Regions from separate parts of the Sus scrofa genome. Here regions 2 and 3 are each linked to region 1. A link is a contact called in public HiChIP or PLAC-seq data. All regions are on one chromosome and are shown on one strand. Each heading gives the region's core, a stretch centred on a gene start, on an enhancer-like site or on the middle of the called end of the contact. The rest is flanking DNA. Distances are from core to core; before and after follow the strand shown. Region 1 holds the start of TNFRSF1A (TNF receptor superfamily member 1A). Region 2 holds the start of MRPL51 (39S ribosomal protein L51, mitochondrial). Region 3 holds the start of GAPDH (glyceraldehyde-3-phosphate dehydrogenase).

What was found. HiChIP or PLAC-seq counts read pairs in DNA pulled down with a chosen protein or histone mark.
Region 2: a contact with region 1 is called in an H3K27ac HiChIP or PLAC-seq map of alveolar macrophages. The contact joins the promoter of MRPL51 here to the promoter of TNFRSF1A in region 1. A contact is called at or near these places in 2 of 5 promoter capture datasets (both in liver) and 1 of 2 datasets of contacts at active chromatin or transcription factors (alveolar macrophages).
Region 3: a contact with region 1 is called in an H3K27ac HiChIP or PLAC-seq map of alveolar macrophages. The contact joins the promoter of GAPDH here to the promoter of TNFRSF1A in region 1. A contact is called at or near these places in 1 of 5 promoter capture datasets (fetal liver), 4 of 47 Hi-C or Micro-C datasets (brain, embryonic fibroblasts, heart right ventricle and 1 more) and 2 of 2 datasets of contacts at active chromatin or transcription factors (alveolar macrophages and skeletal muscle).

What each region holds. Positions count from the first base shown.
Region 1 is chr5:64,317,327-64,321,190 of Sscrofa11.1, reverse strand. It overlaps TNFRSF1A (TNF receptor superfamily member 1A), which reads right to left and starts at 1,842. Exons shown (of 10, transcript NM_213969.1): 1 at 1,804-1,842. The coding sequence starts at 1,842.
Region 2 is chr5:64,164,965-64,169,214 of Sscrofa11.1, reverse strand. MRPL51 (39S ribosomal protein L51, mitochondrial) reads right to left here and starts at 1,797. Exons shown (of 3, transcript XM_021092433.1): 1 at 1,452-1,797; 2 at 1,257-1,367; 3 at 229-545. The coding sequence starts at 1,530. The coding sequence ends at 349. NCAPD2 (condensin complex subunit 1) reads left to right here and starts at 1,805. Exons shown (of 32, transcript XM_021092430.1): 1 at 1,805-2,588; 2 at 3,330-3,479. The coding sequence starts at 3,353.
Region 3 is chr5:64,131,372-64,135,420 of Sscrofa11.1, reverse strand. It overlaps GAPDH (glyceraldehyde-3-phosphate dehydrogenase), which reads left to right and starts at 1,401. Exons shown (of 12, transcript NM_001206359.1): 1 at 1,401-1,482; 2 at 1,756-1,796; 3 at 3,571-3,670; 4 at 3,750-3,856; 5 at 3,978-4,049. The coding sequence starts at 1,774. LOC110260753 (a long non-coding RNA gene) reads right to left here and starts at 540. Exons shown (of 3, transcript XR_002344125.1): 1 at 214-540.

The DNA of each region.
Region 1 (3,864 bases), core at 593-3,092:
CATAGACACATACAGACACACACACACAGCCTTCCCTGTGCTGCCCATTGAATGGCGGGCAGCTGGAAAGCCCGTGGACACTCTTATCAGGACTTCCACACCGCCTGCTTCCCCTCCAGCTCCAGGCTGACCTTGGTCCCCTAGCGTCACACCTGACCTGGGCTGGATTGGCCCCAGTCCCAGGCACATTCCTTTATCTGCTCGGGCTCCCTGTACCTCTGTTTTCCAAATGCAGTAGCCACTGAGTAATTACCGCCATTACCGACTGCTTTCTGTTTGCTATACCCTGGTTCCTCCACTGGAATGTAGGCTGCACAAAGACAGAGATTTTGTTCCCTGCTGTAATCCCGGCATCTAAAACAGAGTCTAGCCCAGCGCAGGCATGAATAAATGGAATACTTAAAACCTATCCATCTAGCATCTTTAAAACAACATTATTAGGGAATGACTCTTAGGCCCATCTTGAGATAAAGAAACGAGGCAGGGTTACGTAAGCTGCTCAAGTCCAGGCAGCTGGTACCTGAGGGAGCCAGGACTCGATCAGGTGATTTATCCCCAAGGGTGAAGAGGAGAAGGCAGGGCCGCTGGATGAGGGCAGAGAGGAGCCTTGAGGGAAGGGAAAGATGGGCCTGGGGAGACAGAATGTGGGAGATTCAAGAGGGAGAAGACGAGGGAGGGAGGTGCCGCGGGGGAATTAGGATCTAGAAACATGGACTAGAAGAGGGAGAGGGAGAGCGGGAGAGAAAAGATTCCAAAAGGAGACTCACTCGGAGAAGTCTTCCGGAAGACTTGACAGAAGGGGAGGGAATGATGGGAAGACAGTGTAAGACCCTTGGGGAGGGGCAGGGGTTTGGGGAGAGAGGTCAGGGAGAGGAGGGGGGATCGCGGTGGGGCGTGGCCCTGGAGCCCCCCGGAAGGGCAGGGAGCCTGAAGCTTGAGGCCAGCCTAACCCACCCAACCAGGTGGGGGCCAGGGGCTGGGGTCTCGGCCCAGGGTGACTCCAGGGGGTGGAGGGATCAGGAATACACTGAAACAAGCCTCAGGCAACAGAAAAGGGACATTTTTCAGTGACGAAAACAACTGTCTACCAACTTCCCCAAACTGAGCCATAGAAGAAGAAAGCCAGCAAAGGGCTGTTTGGGTCTGTGGGAGGGGGCCGGGGGCAGGCCCAAGGGCTCCGAGGCCACAGACGAGGGTCAATCCGACAGACCCAGCCGACAGCCCCAGGTGAAGAAGGCCCCCCAGGTGGGAGGCCTGGGCCTGGGGAGGCCACTGGGTCGTGGCCCCGATCCCCGTACCCCCTTCCCTCCCAAACGCTCCCAACACACAGCCTCCCAAGCCAGCCCTCAGCCCTGGCCTCTCCCGGACTCAGTTTCCCCACCTCACTAGATCCGGCCCCTGCCGTCCAGCAGTGTCCTGGCACCCCTCGGTGGCCTCACCTCTCCGGCCCATCACACTGGCCCAAAGGACAGGATCCTGAGCCACTGGGACTCGGAAAGGACTCTTTCTCCCACTCCTTCCCATTTCCTAACAAAGTGCCCCACCCGCGACCAGGAGGGTCACCCTCCCCCACACCCCGGGCACCCCCAGCCCCTACAGTCGTCTTTGGCTGTCCCTGCCCGCCCGGGCTCCCTTTCCCTCCCTGCCTTTCAAACGTCTCCCCTGGTCCCCGACAGGCGCGGCGGATGAATGGGGCAGTGTTTGAGATCAGGCCGCGCAGGCCTGAGGCTGGGGCCTGGCTCTCTCCTGCCGCAGGCGGCCTCCTCACCCGCCAGCCCCCTCGGCCCTCCGTCCCAGTCTCACCAGTGGCAGCAGCAGGCCAGGGACGGTGGGGAGGCCCATGTCCGGCCAGCTGTGTCCTCTCACTCCCCCATCAGGGCTCAGGCAGTGGCGACAGTGACGGCGGACCGAGGCGACAGTCGATACCGTCCCAGGAGGAGCAGGGTCCGGAGGTCCCAAGTGGAGCCGGAGGGTTGGGCGAGGGAGCTGAGGGTTGAGCCTGGGGCAGAGAATCACGGCCTGGTCCCGGGGAACCTCAAACCCGGAAGGCCAGTTTTGGAGCCAGAGTTCGGAGAACTCAGAAAAGTCAAGCCGAGAGGAGGAGAGAGGAGGTGGGAGGGGAAGGGAGAGCGCAGAGGGGGTGTTGTAACTTCAGGACAGGAAGAGCCGGGGGTGGAGGCGGGAGGAGGCGGGAGGAGGGGGCTGAGGCTCCTTAACCCTTTGTGGCCAGTCAGAGAGCCCGTGCTGGCTCAGCTGCCACGTGCTGACCGCTCCCAACCAAACACAGAGGCGGGCCAGCCCCCTCCCTCCTCATCCCCATCGCCGGGCCTTCCCAGGGACACAGCTAGAGGAGAGCCCAGGGCTTTGGAGTCAGATTTACTGGGTTTCAGCACAGAACGCTTTTGTTTTTTTAGCTGTGTGATTTCTAACTCTCAGAGCCAGTGTTCCAATTTGCAAAACGGGGAGACCCTCTCTTTTTTAAGAGTTTATTTAAGAGTTTTTTATTTAAGAGTTTTTTAAGAGTTTTAAGAGTTTATTGAGACCAGACAGGTTTATTAAGCATCTGATGCTGGACCAGTCCTAAGTGCTCCTTCGAGTCTCTCCCCTTTTCCCCAAAGTTCTCTACTGACACCCTAATCTCTCGCCTTCTTGGGAATTTTCCCCTCCAACCAGAACCTCAGAGTAATTCTAGCCCTGACCCGGGCCCTGACCCCCTCCTCCACCCACAGTTCTCAGTCCAGTCCCTGCTCTGCTGGGGCTGGGCCCCCAGCTGCTGACCCTGGCTCTGCTTTCCCAGAAACCTCAGTTATTACTTTTTAATTTTTTTAATTTTAATTTTTATTTTTTTTCTTTTTGTCTTTCTAGGGCCTCACCCAAGGCATATGGAGGTTCCCAGGCTAGGGGTCGAATGAGAGCTGTAGCCACCAACCTACGCCAGAGCCACAGCAACTCGGGATCCGAGGTGCATCTGCGACCTACACCACAGCTCACAGCAACGCTGGCTCCTTAATCCACTGATTTCTACTGATCGAGGCCAGGGATCGAACCCGAAACCTCATGGTTCCTAGTCGGATTCGTTAACCACTGTGCCATGAAGGGAACTCAGAGACCTCAGTTATTAAATGACAGTGACAGTGCCTGTCACTGTCAGGGAAGGTGATGTCATGAGGCTTAATGAAATCACATCTATGATAATGCTGTGGAATTAGCTCCCTATTTCACAGATGAGAAAACCAAGGCCCAGAGATAAGCAGGCCAGGTGTCCTGCAGAGCCAGCCTAGCTCACAGACTCCTGACTTCAGCCCAAACCCTACCACAAATAGTTGCCACTTTTCTATCAGTCCTTTTGTGTCAGAGCTCACACCCTGACCCTTGGGGTATTTTATGCCACTCCTATCTGTGCAGGGCAGCTCCCAAATGAATCCCATGACAAAGGTACAAAATTCATCCAAATAGTCTCCAGGCACAATGACCTTCCCTGTATCAGTCCAGGCCCAGGGTCCTTCAGCCACTGAAGTTGCTAGAAATGCAGGAGGGCCAGACAGGCGTGAGGTCCTAGGGCTTTGTGACTTGGCATCAGAGTTTCTCATCCGTCTCTGGATCCACCAGAGGAGCCCCCACCCTGGAATCCACTCTCGCCTTTCCTGACCTCCTTTCCCACTCAGGGGCAGAGCATCTGGAAATGTACATGGAGCTTGATGCCCCCACCTCTGGCTGACTTCATTCCATCCTCCAGGCTCTGAGCAACAGGAGGGTTCAGTAAAGCTGGACTCATAGATGGAGGAGGTCACCTCCACCAACACACAGGGAGGCTCCAAATACAGTCTGAGTAGGCCCGAAAGAGCTCTCAAAGAAGCAGGTGCA
Region 2 (4,250 bases), core at 548-3,047, 150 kb after region 1:
ACAGCAGTGACCCAAGACATGGCGGTGACAACACTAAATTTTTAACCACTAGGCCCCTAGGGAACTCCATCATTTTTTACGTTTTAAACACCATAGGTATGGCTAGACCACAAAAGACAAGTGGTAAAGTCCAAACCTAAGACAAGACTTAGGAATGAATCACACTTTCTAGTCTCCTGAATGAGTAAAAGCAGCATCTAAAGGAAAATAACGCATATGGATAACACATTCCAAAGAAGTCCCATTTTATTACTGCGGGCATACAAATCTCTTTCCTCATAAGGAAAAGTACTTCCTCCTTCTCCTGGGTGGTAGATATGCCTCCTCCACAGTTCCTAGCTTTCTCTTCTACCGGTACTTTCCATGTCGGTTAAAGTGTTTGTAGAGATAGCTGATGCGTTTGTTAAGATTGTGCAGGTCATCAATGAACATCCGATTTCCAACCATTCTCTTCTTTCGGATACAACGCTGTAATTCATTCCCCTTCCAGCCTCGAAGCCATATGGGGCCCTTGATCAGTTCTTTGGGGTGTTTTTCAAAGTTTCCTATGTAATGTGAGATAACATGTTAGTTCCAAGAGGAGAAAGAACCTAGTCTCCACTAGCTAAGCCTTCAACAGAGTTGCATCTACCTGAGCAGCACCTATAGACAAGACACATTAGGAGTTCCCGTTGTGGCTCAGTGGTTAACGAATCCGACTAGGAACCAAGAGGTTGCGCCTTAGATCCCTGGCCTTGCTCAGTGGGTTAAGGATCCGGCGTTGCTGTGAGCTGTGGTGTAGGTTGCAGACACGGCTTGGATCCTGCGTTGCTGTAGCCCTGGCGTAGGCCGGCGGCTACAGCTCTGGCTACAGCTCCGATTAGACCCCTAGCCTGGGAACCTCCATATGCCGCAGGAGCGGCCCAAAAAATCGCAGGGAAAAAAAAAAAAAAGACACATTATGCTACAGGATCAAGACCACAGACTCTGTAGCCTCGCTGCTTGGGGTCAAATTCTGGCACTGCCATTGACTAGCTTTGGGAAAACTAGGTTATCTCTGTGCCTCAGTTTCCTCACCTTTAAAGTGAAAAGATTATAAAGATTAAATGTGTTAATGCATGCAGGACACACATAACAGTGCCCAACACAACGTAAATAGCCACATAAATGTTTGTTCTTACTATTGAACATGGTATCATTTCTACACAGGTGAAAAATTATAGTCGTTACGACATAACTTCTGTTCTGGAATTCTGCACCAAGGAGTCAAGTCTTACCCAGGATCCCGATATTGTCATACACCCCGAACATGGCCCTCTTCTCGTTCCAACGATCAACCACTTTGCGAGGCGGGAGAGTGACCCTTACATGGAACAATCTAGGAATACCTAAGGAAGGGGAAGAAAAGGAATGAATCTGAGCCGCTTACTGAGAAACAGTTCTCGAGGCGTCTTACTGCATGAAGCACTTACCCAGAGAGAAGCTTCTACAGGTCAAGGGCAACCGGCCCCACAGGCCCCTGCCTGTCACCCAAGAAAGGCTCCCTGCCATTGCCCTCGTCTCTCTGCTACAACAGCCCTCTGCAGGAGCACAGGAGGGAGGGCCAGATGTGGCCTTCGAGGAGATAAGAACCGTCCCCACTGGGTTCACATTGGTATTACATGGACGCAGCCATCTTGGGCTTTACCCAGGTAGCTCAGGGCGCCAGACTTGCCGGGCCCCGCTTGGCCCCGCCTTCCCCAGCGGCGAGCCCCGCCCTCCAGGTTCCGGGGCAGAGGGGCCTTGTAGCCCTGCCCCGCAGAGGCGTTTCCGGTCTGCCCACCGGAAGTTCTGGATTGCCAGAAGAGCTGAGGGGCCCGTGTCGTTGTCTAGGTCGCCCCAAAACTGAATTTCAAGAAAATTCACCCTTTCCTGTTTCTTTGGGCTTCCCTCAACTGAGGGAGATGAAGGTCCAGAACCGGGAGGAACCCAGAGCTTCCTTTCTCTGTGCCCCACAGCAGTTTTGCGCTGTAGCTGTTTTTATTCCCCTTATTCGACAGGGGAGGAAATCCGAGGCTGAGGGAGTGAAACGACCTGCTGACGTCACCTGGCAGAGGAGATGGCGGAACCCGGACTAGAGCCTAGGTCTTCTAACTGCCGGCCTGAACTTGCCTCCAGTACTGGGGGGTGACTGAGTGTGTCAGTGTCCCAGGGGCACGGCCACCGCCCAGCTAGAAACGCGGCATCTCCTGCAGGCACCACGAAGGCCTCCTCTCCACCGACGGAGTAAAAGGAGGACCTTGTAGGGACTGAGGTGGCGGCGAGGTGAGGGGGCGGGAGCCAGAATCTAGGTCCCGCCCTCCTCCGTTTCAGCGGCTCCTGCGTTATGATTGGTTGGTCCCTACAGCTAGTGTCCTGATTGGCCCACTTCCGGCCGTTGAGATTTGAATTCCAGGTTCGCGGCTTTGCCGGCGCGGTCCCCGGCTCCGAGGCGGGTTTTTGCCTCCGCCTGGCAGGTATTGGCCGGTTTCTCTGCCCGTGGGAGTGCTGCCTAGCTGATTGGTGCGTGTTGTGCCCTTCATGGTTTTTCCTTCACTTCAGCCCCACAACCGGACCCAGAGGAACTGCAGGTGAAGTTCTCTTAAAAGGTGTGGTGTTCAGGGCGAGCGGGGAAGGAGAGGCCGGGAAAATCGGGAACCGGGCGGTATGATGCGGCATCAGGCTGGGAGGTGTATTGGTGCGTCCCTGTGGTACGGCGTGGTAACACAGTCTCACAGATCCGCAGTGGAATTTGAGCAAATTGCTTAATCTTTCAGAGCCTCAATTTCCTGATCTGTAAGTGGAACAGTAGTATTATGCACTCCATGAGGTTGGCATTTGGAGGGTTAGATAAGGTATGACGTTCAAATAGCCTAACAGAACCTGGCACAGAGTAAACAAATACTGCAAATGTTCTCTTTCTGCAAACAGGAAACACATTAAGCCCTACTGGGCCACTGTTCTAGCCTCTGATGAGGCATTCTCTCTATACCTAAGTTTTGCCCATAGAAACAGAAAGAACATTGATATGCCATTTTACAGTTTTTAAAATACTTTCATACTTCTTGACCCATTTGATTCCCAGAGCAACTTTATAAAGTAATCATAGATTAGTAATCCTGTTTGACAGATGAGGCCCAGGGTTAAGTGACATGACCAAGTGTCAGAGTCACAACTAGAATTACATTCTAGTCCGGGTTAATCTCACACTCCCTAAGATAATGTTATTAGCTTGATGTAAGACTAAAAAGCATATGTTTGAGGAGAGAAGTAATAGAACCGAATGAAAAGACAACCTTTAGATATAGACTGATTTGCTGTTTGGCTTCCAGCACTGTGAGCCATTGGGAGAAATATGTCCCCCCAGCTGTATGAGTTCCATCTGCCCTTATCCCCAGAAGAGTTGTTGAAAAGTGGAGGGGTGAATCAGTATGTGGTGCAGGAGGTACTGTCCATCAGACATCTTCCATCACACCTTAAAGGTAAGACGCCACAGCTGCCCTTGTGCCTAGCACTTCAAAACAGCCACCCACATGTAGTTATATCATCTGTCTGTTCCACTACACCGCTAAGCTCCATGAGGGCAAGGAACATGTCTTTCCTCTTATTGTTTTTTTTTCCCTAGTATTTTGTTACACGAAGAGTATTTTCATTAACCACCTTCTCTAGATAATTCAATCAACAGTCTGGGTGTATATGGTTACTCTTTGGGGAAGTTTTTGTTTTAGATTTTTGCTTCTTAACCATATGTCAAAATAAAGTCCTGGCAGTTTTAAGAGTTGTAGGAGAAGATAGCTTTTTCAGAATGTCTGGGATGTGCCCAGGTAATACTTTTAGAGTCTAGATCACATTTCCAAGAGCATACAATAGTGGAAAAAAGAATATGTGCACGGTTGCAGCACTGTGTGATATATGTACAGTGCAGTTACCTATTGAAACCTATAGATGACTCAGCAGTTCATGCATCATCAACAAGGCCTCATCCATAATGTTATTGTACTTATTGGAAGTGTCTTGTGTCAGGTAGATTGCTTTGGAGAGTTACAGAGAGTAGAGATTAAGCCTGTGGAGCCAGACTGCCTCCTGGATTTGAATCCTGTCTCCACTACTTTGACTTTGGGCAGTTACTTACTCTCTCTGTGCCTTGGTTTCCTCATCTGAATAGTAATCTACTTTGTTTATGATCTCCTACAACAAGTAGGGTTGGTTAATTATCAAGCAACTTGGTAATAACTCCAGCTTGTCTCCTTTTG
Region 3 (4,049 bases), core at 152-2,651, 190 kb after region 1:
GGTTATCATCCTGCGGGCTAAACTTAGCCACAGGCTTTTCAGCTGGAAAAGGGGGCTGGTCTCAGGTTACGCTGGGCCAGCAAAGAGGCCCCAATTCCTTCCACCAGCACCTGCTAATGGGCAACGTCCATTCCACCCTCCCCCCACCTTCCCTGAACCTTCAACACTTCAAGTCCTCAGAACCAACCCATCTTTCATCCTCTGCTCACAAACCTGGCCCAGCCCCAGCTTCTGAGGGACTGGTCTTGGAGAAGAATGGATTTCCTCCTCCACATCACGTCTGGGAAGGGGCTAGGGGCCCTTGTCCCCACCCTGTGTCCAAGACCTCCCAATCTTTTCCCTCTTATGGACACCTCACCCTGCCCCCAACATCCCCTGGGCGCAGCCAGTGAAAGGGAGGCCCTGACTGCAGGGCTGGCCTGCACGTCCCAGGATGGGGAGGGACTTCCGCTCTCACGTCCTGCTCTGCCCAGGGCTGGATGGGGTGAAAGGGACATTGTCTCCCAGCCCGGGCCGCTCAGCCCTCAAATTTCCCAGGAGCAACTTTGTGGGAGACCTCTGAGCCTCTACCTGGCCAGCCCCCCAAAGCGATCCTGTCCCCTCGCTGAGGCCCCAGCCAGCCAGGGCCTGGGGGAGAGCAGCTGGTGCACACAGGTCCTGGTTTGTCTGCTCGATTCTCAGATGTCCAGGCTGCCTGTCCTGCAGGGCATCGTGACCTTCAGTGCAGAAACTTCCCTCTCAGGCCTCCTTCCGAGCCTCCTTCCTCTCCAGGCCTCCCACTGGCCAGGGCCAGCCGCGGTCCCCAGCCCGGGGAGGCCAGGAGCCAAGAGAAGGGGAGGGGGGAAAGGGGAAGGGGGCTGGAGAGGGCCTTGCTGGAGGCCCCTCCCGGGCCTTTTCCTCTGTAGTTCCTGGGTCACTACCGAAGAGCCTCGAGAAGTTCCTCAATCTTCCCGCTTCTCAGCTTTTGAAGGGGGGGGGGTAGGGGAGACTGCAGCCGCGAGCTGCGAGCCGCGCCCCCAACCCCGGGTTCCGCTCCAATTTCCCATCCCACTGGCTCCCCATATCCTCCCGTTACATCCCTGCAGCAACTTTAACGTCCCTGGCTCCTTGGGTGTCCTCAGTTTTCGCCAGGGCCCCCTCCTCCTAGTCCACTGCCCCCTGCAGTACAACCCCAACCGGGCCAGGCAGCATCACCGGTCCCCTCCCCCTCTCCGTCCTCAGCCCACTTGTGTGGCGCGTGCACATTGGCAGAACCAGGCGGGTCCAAAGGAAAAAAAAAGAAGAAGTGGGGGTCGGCTACTCGCGACTTTACGGGCGCACGTAGCTCAGGCCTCCGCTGCTGGAGCTAGGACTGGGCGAGGCGAGCCCACGTCACCCCGCCCCCGCCCCGCCCCCTGCCCTATAAATTCCGGCTGCAGCCTTCCCCTGCGCTCTCTGCTCCTCCCCGTTCGACAGACAGCCGTGTGTTCCGTGCATTGCCAGGTAAAGCCTGGCGGAGTGGAGCCACAAGGGTTCGAGGACTGGTCCGAAAGGGACCGGGGGCCGTGCGCGGTCTGGGAGTGTGGGTGCGGGGCCCCGGCTGGAGCCGGAGTTGTGGCTGCGCCGGGCCGGGCCCCTGCATTGCGGGTTGAGGGGGAGGAAGGACGTGCAGAAGAGCAGAGCGAGGATGGAGGCCTGGGGGAGGGGCGGGGAGGGCACCGTCGGGCTCCAGCCGCTTTGCCCCGCGATCTAATGTTCTCTTTCCTCTGCCGGCAGCCGCGTCCCTGAGACACGATGGTGAAGGTCGGAGTGAACGGGTGAGTTAGGGGGTGGGGCAGGGTGGGGCAGTAAGTACTGCAGCCCCCACCAAATTGCGTCCGCAGGTCTCGCCCTACCGGGTCTGTGCAAGCATGTGGGGGACTTGGATGGGGTGGTCGTACCCCACCCCCAAGGAGAACTCAAGGTCAGCGCTCGGACCTGGAGGAGGCCCTCGCAAGGCCTCGTGTCCCCCATCCCTGGCTGTTGCGCGTTCTGTAACTCCGCCTCTGCGGAGCCTTCCTCTTCACCTGCCGCAGATACACAGCCCTGGAGTCTCCAATTCTTGCTTTGGCCCCATCCCCTAATCCCCCAGCTGGGGCTCTTTCTTTCCTTTCGCGCCCTGCGGGGTCACGTGAAGGGGAGGAGCCCATCCCCCCAGCCGCAACCAGTGCCCCCAGCCGGGCAGCCCCGGGATGCAGGAGGCACAGCTGCTGTGCAGAACCAGCTGGGAGGGGGCATCTGCGGTAACCTAGCCGCCATGTTGCAACTAGGAAGGAAATGAATGAACCGCCGTTAGGAAATCTTCCTGAGTCCTTCAATCTTTCTCCTTACTTGCCCATGACTAAGCCTTCTACCCCTGCCTCGTGGGGTGGAGTCTCCTTTATCCGGTAACCCAGGTCCGGCCACGCTTTCCCCTTCTTAGTCAGCTGGACCTCAGCTCTTAGCAAACTAACCCTAGAGCATCCCTTCAAGCCCCAGCCAGATTCCCCCCCCCGGGGATGAGGGGATGCTTTTTCTGGATGGTTCTCTGATGAATCAAAAACGGGGCTTTATGGGGGTGGTCTTGGGTTGTTTCCGGGTTGTTTCCCTTCTCTTTCTCCGGAGAGGTGTGGTAGCGTTGGCTTGGTGCCATGCCGGGGGAGCTGAGTCATGGGTACTTAGAAATTTTCCACAAAATGGCTCCCGGAGCCGGCGGAGCCGCAGCCCCTGTCTCTGCATCAGTGCTCCTTGAAGCTGCTTCCTTCCATCCATGCCTAGGGTTGACCCCACCCTAAAGGCCAAGCTGTAAAGGTCACCAGGAGGATTAGATGTCCGTGAGCCTCGGGAATCCTGCCCTTCTCCCCATCCCCTCTTCCAGAAACCAGATCCCCACTCCACCCTAAGCTGGGGTTAAATATAGCTGCCTGACCTTTCTGCAGCTGGGGGCCTGGGCTTCTCCCTCTCCTTCCCCCCCGCTCCCCACACGTCTATTGCTCCCACTCCTGATTTTGGGAAAAGAGCTAACAAAGACAGGTTCCTAACAAATCAGAAGCCCGGGATTCTGGGTTTGAGAAACGGCTTTCCCTTTTGTAGGAGGGACTTGGGGAAGGGGGGGGGTTTCCCTGGCCAGTTAACTTCTGACCTTTGCTCTTGCCCTTTGAGCTGGGTGATGCCAAGTGTGCAAGATTTTGCTCCCTAGAGGGTGTGGCCTGAAGCTGGCCAGATAGGAACAAGCATTTACCGACAGTGGGCCTGAGGAATGCCATGTGCCGGCCATGTGCCCAGACTGTAGGTGGCAGCAGCAGTGCACCACCCTGTCACCCCTTAACAGATTTCAGATGACCAGGGGGTGTGGGCCTGTCTCGGAGCTTCATCACCTCTTGGGCAGGATGGGAGCTTTTCACTTTGTGGCTGTGCTGGGAAGCCAGGCTGGTCTGGCAGGGTTGTGCGAGGAGGAGGAAATGAGATCTCCTGGTAGGAAAGTGCCCGCGCTGACAGCGGGCGCGTGGGCCTGGGACTGCTTACATCTCCAGGAGAGCTCACTCCTCCCTCCTCGCCTCTTGTCCCCCTCAGATTTGGCCGCATCGGGCGCCTGGTCACCAGGGCTGCTTTTAACTCTGGCAAAGTGGACATTGTCGCCATCAATGACCCCTTCATTGACCTCCACTACATGGTGAGTGGCCCCCGTGGCGGGGGCGGGGACAGAGCCTGCCAGGGCGCAGCCCCTTGATGCCCTCCCTCGTCCCCCCCAGGTCTACATGTTCCAGTATGATTCCACCCACGGCAAGTTCCACGGCACAGTCAAGGCGGAGAACGGGAAGCTTGTCATCAATGGAAAGGCCATCACCATCTTCCAGGAGTAAGTATGGAAGACGGAACCGGAAGAGCTTTGCCTTGGAGGAGGTGGTGCTGGGACGGGGTGACCACCTTGGGTCTGTGGTCCCCCGCGCCCCTGAACTTTGTCCTGTCTTCCCTTCTAGGCGAGATCCCGCCAACATCAAATGGGGTGATGCTGGTGCTACGTATGTTGTGGAGTCCACTGGTGTCTTCAC